Linked DNA regions of Drosophila melanogaster: region 1 is linked to region 2. A link is a contact called in public Hi-C data. All regions are on one chromosome and are shown on one strand. The core of a region is the stretch at or near the end of the contact, and the rest is flanking DNA. Distances in the headings are between cores, read along the strand shown. Region 1 holds the start of lds (lodestar). Region 2 holds the start of CG33293.

Evidence for each region. A called contact is a pair of places that touch in the nucleus more often than the background predicts.
Region 1: a contact with region 2 is called in a Hi-C map of the Kc167 cell line, with 2.4 times the contacts expected there. The contact joins the promoter of lds here to the promoter of CG33293 in region 2. A contact is called at or near these places in 5 of 107 Hi-C or Micro-C datasets (the Kc167 cell line, the S2 cell line, cellular blastoderm embryo and 2 more).

Annotation. Positions count from the first base shown.
Region 1 is chr3R:7,917,342-7,923,211 of dm6, forward strand. lds (lodestar) reads left to right here and starts at 3,090. Exons shown (of 5, transcript NM_080111.4): 1 at 3,090-3,257; 2 at 3,326-4,494; 3 at 4,796-5,120; 4 at 5,206-5,870. The coding sequence starts at 3,188. CG10445 reads right to left here and starts at 2,958. Exons shown (of 5, transcript NM_001260045.1): 1 at 2,837-2,958; 2 at 2,521-2,781; 3 at 2,063-2,460; 4 at 515-1,936; 5 at 1-453. The coding sequence starts at 2,671. scaRNA:MeU2-C41 (small Cajal body-specific RNA : MeU2-C41) reads left to right here and starts at 4,611; the gene lies at 4,611-4,732.
Region 2 is chr3R:5,238,237-5,244,032 of dm6, forward strand. CG33293 reads right to left here and starts at 2,499. Exons shown (of 2, transcript NM_206428.2): 1 at 2,404-2,499; 2 at 1,778-2,342. The coding sequence starts at 2,328. The coding sequence ends at 2,068. CtsF (Cathepsin F) reads right to left here. Exons shown (of 6, transcript NM_169033.4): 2 at 5,602-5,796; 3 at 1,256-1,383; 4 at 218-961; 5 at 1-158.

The DNA.
Region 1 (5,870 bases), core at 1,840-4,339, 2.7 Mb after region 2:
CTGCAGTCTTTTACGGACGATTGCGAGATAGCTTACCCACTGAGATGTAACAATGATTTTGTCGTTGGTGCCTGTGAGCAGTTCCTCTAGCTTATCAATGACCATCTTTAGTTTGGCAGAAGGGCGTATGAACTGAAAGATGGGATTCTGGGGATTGAGCAGTTTAAGAGCTCTGGCACTATCTAGTTGATCCTCAAAAGAACTGGCCGTTGGCAGGTCATCACCAGAATCCCATGGCACATTCTCCTCCTTAATTTCATCTTTTATCACTTCCAACTTGAAATTGCCATCTCTTCTAGTACTGTCCTCCTCGTCACAACAGTCATCTTCGCTATCGGTTTCGTCAAACTTATCCAACTCGGCAAGGACATCCATCTTGAGCTGGCCCTCCACGTCTGAGGCATCCACCTTCACGTTCTGGACGTCCTCGGCGGTCAAAGCACCACGCAGCATCTAACGAAAGATGTTGAGTATGATTATGTGGGGTGATAAAGTAAAATATGTATATATTTACCCCAATCATTAGTCCCGGATGGCAACAAAACTGTCGTAGCCGCAGCAGTAGCACCAGGATATAGATACCAAGGATCTTTTCCCCTGGATTGTAGCCAAGCGACTTAAGGAATCTTTCGTAGATCTCGTTGTACCTTTCGTCGGACATATGTCCGGCTATAAACTGTGGGGTTCTTTCCAGAGAGTAATAATTTAAATCACTGTTGCCCTTCTCGCGTTGGAGCAGGAACTGTGTAAAGATTTTTTTGGATATGGCAGACAGGATCTGGTACACGGCCATTTCAGTTTTCGATAGCTGTACGCATATAAGTTCAATCTTAAGGGAAGGCAGCGCAGGCATGTCGCCAGATGCCTGTAGCTTTTGCTTTGTCCTGCGCAGCATTAGTGGTTTTATTATAAAGTTAAGTCGGCGATGTCCGAGCATGCTTTCGTTTAGGTTCTTTTTCCACTGCTGGAGGTCCTGAAAGTTTGGTACATTTACAAACCGCAGCAGGGCGAACACATCGACGCCCCGATTCTGGACAGGCGTTCCAGTCAGGGCCCAATGACAATGCGCCCGCAACTGGCATACAGAGTTACAGCAGTTGGTTTTAGAATTCCGAATGATGTGAGCTTCGTCGAGGATCACGCGGTTCCAGTACACGGCGAACAGTGGAGAAGTGTTTCCATATCGTTTAAGCTCGTTTACTACGAGATTATACGAGGTAATGACTAAATCATAGCTCCTGAATGCCTCTATTCCGATTTCATGGCGATTGGGTCCGTGAAAAGTCAGCACCCTAATGGCATTTTGCGCTACCTTGGAGGCCACCTCATGGGCCCACTGACACATAACGCTCATGGGGCAAACAACTAATGTGTTTGCCGAGGGATAGCGGCCGTTTGATAAGTGCTCCTCCTCTTCATCCGAACTGAAAACCTCTGGTTCGGGAGTCTTTGCTAGCAGATCTTTCTGTTCATCCTCCACTACAGCTTTGTCTCCGGCATCATTATCATCATCATCCAAAATTCGAAATTGATTGATTTTTTTAGTCTTCACGTGACAGGTGCGCTTCTCCGGCGGCTCGTACTGCTCCTCCTCCTTTCCAGACTCTTCTTCATCATCAAACATGCTGATTTTACGGATTTCCTTACAATATACTCGATTAAACTCCTGAGTCCACTTTAACGTCAAGGCTTTCTTCTTTTCTTCTCGTTTTCTGTTCTTAGTTTCTTCCGAAGCCAAGATTAGGGCTATCATAGATAGAGTTTTTCCAAGGCCCATGTCGTCGGCAAGGATTCCTCCAGAGATCTTCTGACGCTCACGAAATTGCATCCATTTCAAGCAAGACTGCTGATGCTTTAGCAGGCGCACTAACAGCAAAGCGGGTTGCTTTTCCAAGTCATCGATTGCAGGACGTGGCTGAATGGGCTCATACAGGGTCTAGAATAGGGCGCATTTAAAGATTTAAAAATATACAATTTATAAAAGTACTAATAAAAAGCATAAAAGCAATTAATCCTGGCTATTAAACCATTAATCCTTGGTGTGCAATAGTCAGTATTTTACCTTCAGACTGTCGATTATGTTGCTCTTGTGCTGATAGAACTGCGCTGCAGTGTGGTTGGCCTTTTGTCGATAGCGGTTCAGACCGGAGTACAAATTGCTCCACTTGGGCTGCTCGGTGTGGTCCACCAGTTCCGAGTTATCTTCGATTTTGATCTCCTGCTGGTCCTCCCGCAAACGCAAAGTGTCCAGGAATTCGCCCAGCGCCTCCAGGCGGGCATTGAGCTTCTCCAGGTGCAACTTTAAATCGCAAAGCTCCTTGGTTTCGGACGCGTTCTCCTCCAGTTGCCGCTGCTGCTGCTCCATTGTGAGTATCTTTTGCACCAGCTGATCGATCTGTGCTTTTTTTTCGTTATACTCCGAAGCACTGACAAAAATTGCACTTTCATTGTCGGCATATTCTGTTGGGGAAAGGTCGAGGTAAGTAAGAAGAAGTGGCATTGCATGTTCCAGGTTCTTACCACCTGACAATTCGAGACTGTCAACTGGCTCAGGCTCCATCCAGTTGTTAATTTCACCAGAGCTGTCCGGCACGGGGACGCTGCTCTGGTCTTGAATGCTGCACGATTGTTTGTGGATTTCGGTTGTATCTGATGGTGAAGATGATTCCATTGGGTATATTGGACTGCTTCCATACCTGGATTGGGTATTATTTAAGCTTGAGATCACAGATAAACTGCAACACGGCGGCAAGTCCGATCTCGAACACGGACTCCGTGGAACTGAAAACGACTCTATTAGGATGAACAACAAAGTAAATGCTCCCGGAAAACCTACGATCTAATTCCATTTGATAACTAAAAGCTCAAAAAACGAAGCGACAAGTTAAAAGATTCATTAAATCTTTTAAAATAAACACCGGGTAATCGATAATCGATTTTAAAAGGTGCATTATAACCGATCATTTCGTTGCGAAGCGTTCACACTGTGGGCAGATGGTACCAAAATATGTGCAGTAGGCTCGATTTTTGATGTTTAAACTATTTGGCCTGCCACACGACTCGGCGCGATCTTCTGCTTTCTAAAATATCGATAGTTTGTGGCATTGTTTTGATCAGGTGGCATCTCCATTCTGAAATAAATGGCGCTGATTTACAAGCATTTTTTGTAAAATACCTATAGCTAAAAATGTCCAGTGAAAACAGCGAGTATTATAGTGACAAGGAGGAAGACTCGGTGGTCAACAACTCCAGTTTAGGTAAGTAATTTTTGGATCGCTTTTAGTTTGGTGCCCAGTTCATGTCATTCACTTAACATGCAATACAGGCCGATCAAGGAAATCCTCGCGGCTCAGCAAATCGTCGCGACTCAGCAAATCCTCGCGCCCCAGCAGCGCTGGCGTGGTTATAGATGAAACGCAATCAGAGGAGGAAGAGTCCCAGTCGAGTGAGACTGCGGAATCCGAAAAGTCCGATGAGTCCGACAACTCGCAAAATTCCCAGGAGTCAGAAGACTCTGAGGACGACAGCGTTCGTCCGTCCGCTAGGAACACTAAGAGGAAGCCCTTGGGAATCCCCTCCGATAGCGAGGATGAGGAGGACGAGCTGGAACAGCGCGCTTTGTCACCCAGCACCCGCATGAGCATCACTGGAGTGCGGCCTCAGGATCTCAGCGATGACGACAGCGAGATCGAGTACAGCGATGAAGTGCAGGAGGGACCCACGGAGGCACCCACTGCCGAAGCGGTCGTGCCGCGCTACACCACACAGTTTGCTGGTAATATACAGAACGACCTCCATTCGACGATTGGCGCTGCGGATTCTGAGGTCTTGGACGACTCCAGTGGCAGTGATGTGCTCATACTCAGCAACAAGGAGACACCTATTGAGATACTATCCAGCACAGACGACGATGCCACCACCAATAAGGAAAACATGTCCGGCCCGCCGTTTGAACGCCCATCAAAGTCTTTGTCGCCCAGAAGCAGTGCTGGCGCTTCGGTGGTCAAGACAAGCAAGAATCTCAGTCAGCCAACAATACAAGCGGTTCTTAAGCAAAAGACATCTCCTGCCGCTCCACGTCGATCTCGGATTAAGAGCGAGGACCAGAAGGTGGTCAGCCAGGTGGTCTACGATGAGGAGATGCGTAAGCTGGCCGAAAAGCGCGTTCAGGTAAGCGATGCGGAGAAGCTCTTCGAGAAAGTGGCCCACAAGCTGCCCGATAAGGGCAGCCAGATTATGAAGCGCATTGACACCCTGCGCCGTGAGCTCGCAATGGACGAGCAATGGATTAGCGCACTAAGGGTTCAGCAGAGTAATGTGCCTGCCGTCAGAGTGGTTAAGCCAACACTAAATCCACCCAGAGCTCCATCAATCGATACTCTTGACTGGGATGAGTTGTCGGAGGCGGTCAATGAAATAAAGCCCGTCTACACGGGTGCCCAAGGAATGGCCACATTTAACAACCAGAAGGCACTGACCCTGGAATCGCTAAAGGTAAGGTTAATAGGGCTGTCAAGTTAGTTCGTCTAATATATAGTCTTAGGATGTATTTTCAAGTCCTATGCAATTATTGCTAGTACCTAAAAACCAAAGACTATCTTTTGCCTTACTCCATGTGATGAGTCAGAACGGATATCTGAGAAGCGTGCTCATACTTGGCAGTCGCTGGGCACGAGTTACTGTGCGGTGGCTGTCCAAGAGCAGGCCATGATTAAAACCTCGAATACTGAATAAGTGATTCGTGCATTTTTTTTTTTTCATATATTTGCACAGAAATTAATGGTTGTTTTTGTAGGACCTCCACGTCTCACTCGAGGACCTTCCTGGACCCGAAGTGCTCGCAGAGGACCCTGTTGGCCTGAAGGTATCGCTTATGAACCACCAAAAGCACGCCTTAGCCTGGATGTCCTGGCGTGAACGTAAACTACCTCGGGGAGGAATCCTGGCGGACGATATGGGTTTGGGCAAGACTCTAACCATGATCTCGTCTGTCCTCGCTTGCAAAAATGGCCAAGAAATGTCCGAAGGCAAAGATGAGAGCAGTGACAGCGACAGTGAGGATGATAAAAATAAGAAGCGAAAAAGCGTGACCGGATGGAAATCCAAGGGCCGTAAAGATAGTAAGTCGCAGTTAGGGTGTTTCTGTTTTATATTCTTAAATTCAATAGCATCATATAAGTGGCGAATATATATTACATTTTCCAGCGCGTAGGGGCGGCACATTGGTGGTGTGCCCTGCCAGCTTGCTGCGTCAGTGGGAGAGCGAGGTGGAGTCGAAGGTTTCGCGTCAGAAGCTGACCGTTTGCGTGCACCATGGCAACAATCGGGAGACGAAGGGAAAGTACCTTCGAGACTACGATATTGTGGTGACAACCTACCAAATTGTGGCGCGGGAGCACAAGAGCTTGAGTGCTGTGTTTGGTGTCAAGTGGCGGCGGATCATTTTGGACGAGGCGCACGTGGTGCGCAATCATAAATCGCAGTCATCATTGGCGGTGTGTGATTTACGTGGCAAATATCGTTGGGCATTGACTGGCACTCCTATTCAAAACAAGGAACTGGATGTCTATGCCCTGCTCAAGTTCTTGCGCTGCTCGCCCTTTGATGATTTACACACGTGGAAGAAGTGGATTGACAACAAGAGTGCTGGAGGGCAAAACCGGCTCAATCTGCTAATGAAGTCACTCATGCTAAGGCGCACCAAAGCACAGTTGCAATCGGACGGCAAGCTGAACAGCTTGCCCAATAAAGAGCTGCGCCTGATCGAGATCTCGCTGGACAAGGAGGAGATGAATGTTTACCAAACTGTAATGACTTATTCCAGGACACTGTTCGCTCAGTTTCTCCATCAGCGCGCCGAGAGAGAAACT
Region 2 (5,796 bases), core at 1,249-3,748:
GAAGCCACTCCTGCATGGCGGTCTCATTTCCCTTCGGCAGATCCACGAAGCCGGCAACCTGAACGTGGGACAAAGTCCTGTTGAAGTGGCACTGATTCTTTTTGGCCTTGTATGGGTACTCAGCCTCGTACTCTAGGCCGCCAATATCCTTAATGGCCCTGCGGAGGAATTATTACATAAGTATCTACATCGTAATGTTCATTCCCTCGTAACTTACTTGTAAGCATTGTCCATGAGGCCGCCGTTGCAGGCACTATCCGTGGTATCACAGTCCAGCAGCTCCTGTTCGGAGAACTCTTTCAATTCGCCCGTTTTCACTGCGTACAGGCCTTCGATGTTGCCGGTCACACTGAAGGCCCAGCATGAACCGCAGGATCCCTGATTCTTCACCTGGGTGACAGCATCCTTCTGCCTCCAGTCAAACTCCTTCGGCAGTTCACCATGGTAAGCCGGTACGACAGCCGCCGATCCGCCAGTGGCCTTTGCCTCATCACGCTGCCAGAGTCCCGTGCGTTCCTTGTATTCCGAGCTGGTCATATCAGCAAACTCCGTGATGCCGTACTTGGCGCTGCCCATCTCGTTGGCGTTTAGCTCCTCGATAGTCTTCAGGTTCTGACGGAAAATGCGCAGGCGCATCTGGCGCTCGGCGGTGCTTACGTAGCGACGGCCAAATCGCACCTGGAACTTGTAGAAGAGGTGGTCCACCTTGTCAAAGCGATGGCTGTGCTTCTTGTGCGTCTTCTTCTCGGCCCACTCCACGGATCGCGTGTGTCGGGCCTGGACCACCGGCTGGTTGCGGCACTTAAAGGTGATTTCGTGCTCATCCTTCCTCACCCAGACCTTTGTCCAGATATCCACGATACAGCGGTGCTGCTCCTCCGACCCGTCGATTAGATCCGCATCGATGCGGGTCAAGATGCCTGAATCCACTTGCCGCGAGGCTGAGTATACTTTCACAATTCTAGAGCACAGCAAACGAGCGAGTCAATTATAATGAATCAGACAAATCTACTTAATGCTTATTAATATAATAAAATGAAGAAAATCCTACAAGTTCTTCAAAAGTGTGTACGTTACATTTTTGAATAGTTTCTGAACCTTACTTCTCTACATTCTGCATGTTTAGTCTTAACTTTCTAGCTTTTATGGTTATGACCAGATCAACTCAGATTGTAACTCTGTTACGCTAAATCTAGCATACCCTTTGCTCTTACATTATTGGTTTAGTCACTTGAATTAATGGATACAAGCTTACTTGTAATGGGGACCCTCTCCCGCGGTCAGTTTGTCCAGAGATTTTTGCAGCTGCGCCTTCGCCGCCTCTTCATCGTAAGGCTTATGCCTACCCAAGATATCGTTCGCGCTGCGTCTGCTGCGATGGACCTGCAAAAAATGTATACATGCATAAAAATCTGGGACAATGTTGATAACATAGTAATCTAGCTTAATTACATAAACAGTAACTGCATGGCCATGGTCCAATCATCCGTCTGTTCATATAAACAAGAAATGCTAGAAAATGTAGTTTACGCATTCTACTGACGCAGATGCAGCACATGACACACAGCAATTGCAATAAATGAACTTTTCCTCTCGAATTTTCTTTATTTTTTGCACATTTCCATCAAGATTCCACTTCCACTTCATGAGTAATGGGTATTTAAAAGCCTTTCAAACGGATGCCATTTAATTCCAGGCTAGTTCCAACTTTTTATGGAATCTCGGAAATATTCCAATCTCGATTTATAAGCTCAGTAAACCATAAAAAGTGTTCACCATTGATTGTTTAATTTTAATGTCGCTAAAACGTCGAGATTAACGCGAACTACTCGTGAAAATATAAAATTTTACAATAACATGCTTTTTGGGGCTATATCTTCGATTAAAATATTTGTTTTCGTTCTCCGTCCACGTAGAGCGCATACAATGAAGATTCCGTCTGACCAAAATTTGGAGAAGCGGTTTCACGAATCGAACTACTTGAATGCCAACTGCTTCGAATGCGAAATGAACTAACTGCGCTGTGGCCCAGAACCATATCGGTGAACAGGAGATGGGGATCGAGAATCAAAGACCGCATTCAAAGGGCACAATGTAGTCGTCTAGCAGCCGCACGCGGCGGAGTCTTCCTTGCGAGTCCACGCCCACGTCACCGCCACTGGATGCAGTCTGCTGTCCGACTTTGAGCCCCTCCTCCTCCTCATTCCTCAGCTCAACCTGGTGTCGCTGCACCACCAACATGCCGGCTGCTATTGCCGCCTCCTGGCGCAGCCATCCGGACATGATCCAGACACGGCGAATGCAGGTTGTCAGTGCGAATCGTTCCATAATGGAAGGAATCTCTGCACAAACCGTGTTTATCGATCAATAAACTTTAAAAAAAAATGTTAAGTATTTACGCACCTTACAAAATATTAAAAAATATATGTCTAGTGGCTTCGGACTGAGGTAACCGAGTAATGTAAACTGAATTTGGACTGGGACGCAAACGACATTGACAACTTAGCTCGACTCCAGGCCCTACTTTGACCTTTATTTTCGAAATGTTTTGCAGGTAGTCCTTACCTCCTTTTATATACCTTCATTATTTCTTTAGGCTTGAATGGGAAACAGACAAGTGAAGATTCCATTAATCCTATACAATATATCCCACCCATACATTCCACGCATCACGCCAAAAGACAAGCCAAATCAGCCCTTTGTTTGCTGTCTGTGAGTTCGCTAATCTTGTGCTAATTACGGAACAGGGAAACACTTATCCATTACAAACAGACACACAGCTGTCACCACATCAGACCTCCGACACCACGAGCAGTGGTGGGTAGGAGTGGAGGGAACATAAGTTATATGCGAATGTAGGTAAAACAAGGATATGTCTGAATTTACATTACCGAATCTGACAAAACGACACATCGTTCTAGTACACGTGGCTGGAAGAGTTTGCGGCAAGGAACATGGCGGTCCAAAGGCATCTCCCATCCCCCAGAATGTGGGATACGCCAACAATAACATCGACAGACACAAGCGGCCCATAAACCATTCAATGCTGAACACAAAACCAATTAAACCAAACATTTCGGCTGGATATTCGTTTGCCGCCTGGCATCGATGATGGTACGAGTAATATGTTGATGCCGTTGATGGGAGTTGGTTTCTGAGGATCCGGAGCCCCAGTCTCTGCCAAATCCACACCCACAGCCAGGAGCCAAATGTCTGCTCCTGCTGTCACACCCGGGCAACTGGCATGGCGAATGCGAATAAGGATTGCAGGTGGAACCACACTCGAAACATTTTATGGCCTACAAGGGCTAGGAAAACATGTAAGTTGAGGAGGAAAAGAACGAATTATATCTTCTATACTACTGTTTGCCCTTGGAGGGAGTTATCCATATATACTTATTTATTCAAAAATTCCAATGTGCGGCTTTAGAAACTTTCAAGCCGAAATGCAGTGCAAATACTTTTGAAGTGCAGGAGGTCACCTATGTAGCGACAACAATACCGAATGGAATGTAATGGCTACGACGTGTGTATAATTAAAAATACAGGAACACAAAAAGAGGCCGTCGCTGGAACTGGGAGTCCGTGGTCATCCCTATAGATGTGTGCATACTGTGTCCGAACATGAATTCATTAAGCTGCCTGCTAAGCACTCCCTTTTCCAGCCTCATCTCAGTTCAACTGGCCTGGCCTACTATCCAACCCATTTTAGCCCATCCCATCGCATCCTATCCCATCTCATTCCATCGAGACGGGGGGAACTGTTAATTCAAATGTGTATTTCAATAAGAATTATATCGTAAATGATGTTTCCACGACCCTGGGGCAACAGAGGAGAACCCTGGGCATGGAGTATGTGGCTCCTGTGGGTGGGAGCAGTGTGCAATGGTCCGTGAAATCCATTCGGATGTATAGACAGTGAAGTGCTGAACGCGGCGCTATACTTTCTGACAGTTGCCGTAAATCAGCAATGCAACTGAACTGAATGGTTCTCGTTTTCAAAGCACTTAATTAATTTATTCCGCGATGACTTTTCCAGGAGCTCATTAGGCACTTATATGGGTTGGAAATAATGTTGGCAAAGGAATTTCCGATTGTTGAACATGTCCAACGAAGATTGAAGCGAATTATCGCGTTCAAATGTAATTTATTTCCCTCTTCGGCAGCTGGATTTAAACAAAGTAATTAAATAATGGATTTATTAATTGGAAGTCAAAAGTTACACTCCCCGCAGTGGCTATTTAATTCCTAAATCCGGTAAAGACCAAATGCCCCTTCAGTTTAAATTCAATATGGTACAATGTAGATACTCCTGCTCACAAAATTTCCAATCAATGGATTGCGATCAAACGGCTCACACTTGGAAAACCCACGCTCTAGAGCAGCGTCGCCACCATTAAAATTGCAGATTGTGTCATTGATTACTTAACCCCTTATGCTCTCGACGCGAAGTCGGGTGGAAAGTGGCCACCGACCGCCGGAGACAAATCGCCCAGACCCACTGTGCGTGGCACCACAGAGCCAACTGCTGTAAAAAGTAGAGCACAAGGATAATGAGAACACTTGCCTCGCACCACTCTGTGTATTTCAGCTTCTGTCGACACCGCGGGCACTACACGGCGAGCGGGAGGGGAATCCTGAGCCTCCACCCACTTAACCTCTCATACATACCGGCACTTGGGGCCAACCCAACCCCAGTTCACAGCCAAGACATATAGACAGGTGCAGATGGCCCCTGCACAGGTGCCACGAATACGGCTAAGATACGGCGGGTTAAACAGATTGCGGCCGTAATTTGAGAGCGGAAACTCATTTGATTATTAAGGTGAAATAAGTGTTCTGCCATGCCGACGAACCCAACCATCATCATCACATCGCCATCGTCATCAGGTGAAAAGGCAGGCTTAAATAAATTCAATTAAATAACATTTTCCTTTTTTATTGTTCGCATTAGGGTGAGTATGTATAATGAGTGGGCTGAGTATTTATATGAGAAAGACAGAGACTCTGAACGATGGGGCTGGCTGTGTGTGTGAGTGTGTGTGTGTGTGTCTGGGATGATAATGAGAATATTCATGATAATGCTGTCGGTATGGTAGTAGCCTCCACCTCGGGATCCTTCTGCTCCCGGCCGGCCTCCTCCTGTTGCTGCCCCTTCTCCTGACTCTTCTCGAAGTCATACGCACCCACCGATAGGAAATCGTCGAGCCAACGCTTCTCATTTTCGTTCAGCTCCGTGGCGATTGTGGTGGTGGCTACGACCTCCTCTTCGTGCTTGTCCTCCACCTCTTCTGCCTTTTCTTCCACATTATCAATGCTAATTGCCGTGGCCGTCTCATTAGTGGCGTCAGGTGGACTAAGCTTGGTGACTGCTATAGATGCGGTTAATACAGCAGGAGCTGCCGAATCCAGAGGGGCAGCCTCGGCAGGAGAAGGAGCAGCAGGAGAAGGTGCACGAACAGGAGCCGCTGAAGCGGTTTTGGTCAGACTGACCTTCCGCCTCATAGGTCCCAGGTTAGTGAGTATCTGTGACTCCAGATTGGCCATCTCTGCGTCGCTCAGTTCTTTCCTCTGACCGCCATTAAAGATGCTATTACTCACATATTTCTCGTTAAGCAGTCGCGCCTTCTCTGCCGGATCTCCGGCCACCGAGTTCACCGCTGGGTCGGTGCAATTGGAGGTAACCAGTTCGCGGTGCTTGTCGCCCCACTGGGTGCGCAGCCAAGGCTTTTCCAGGATGACCAGGCGGCAGACTATGTCCGCTTCCGCCGGCTGTATTGCCTTTGTGTCTAGCGC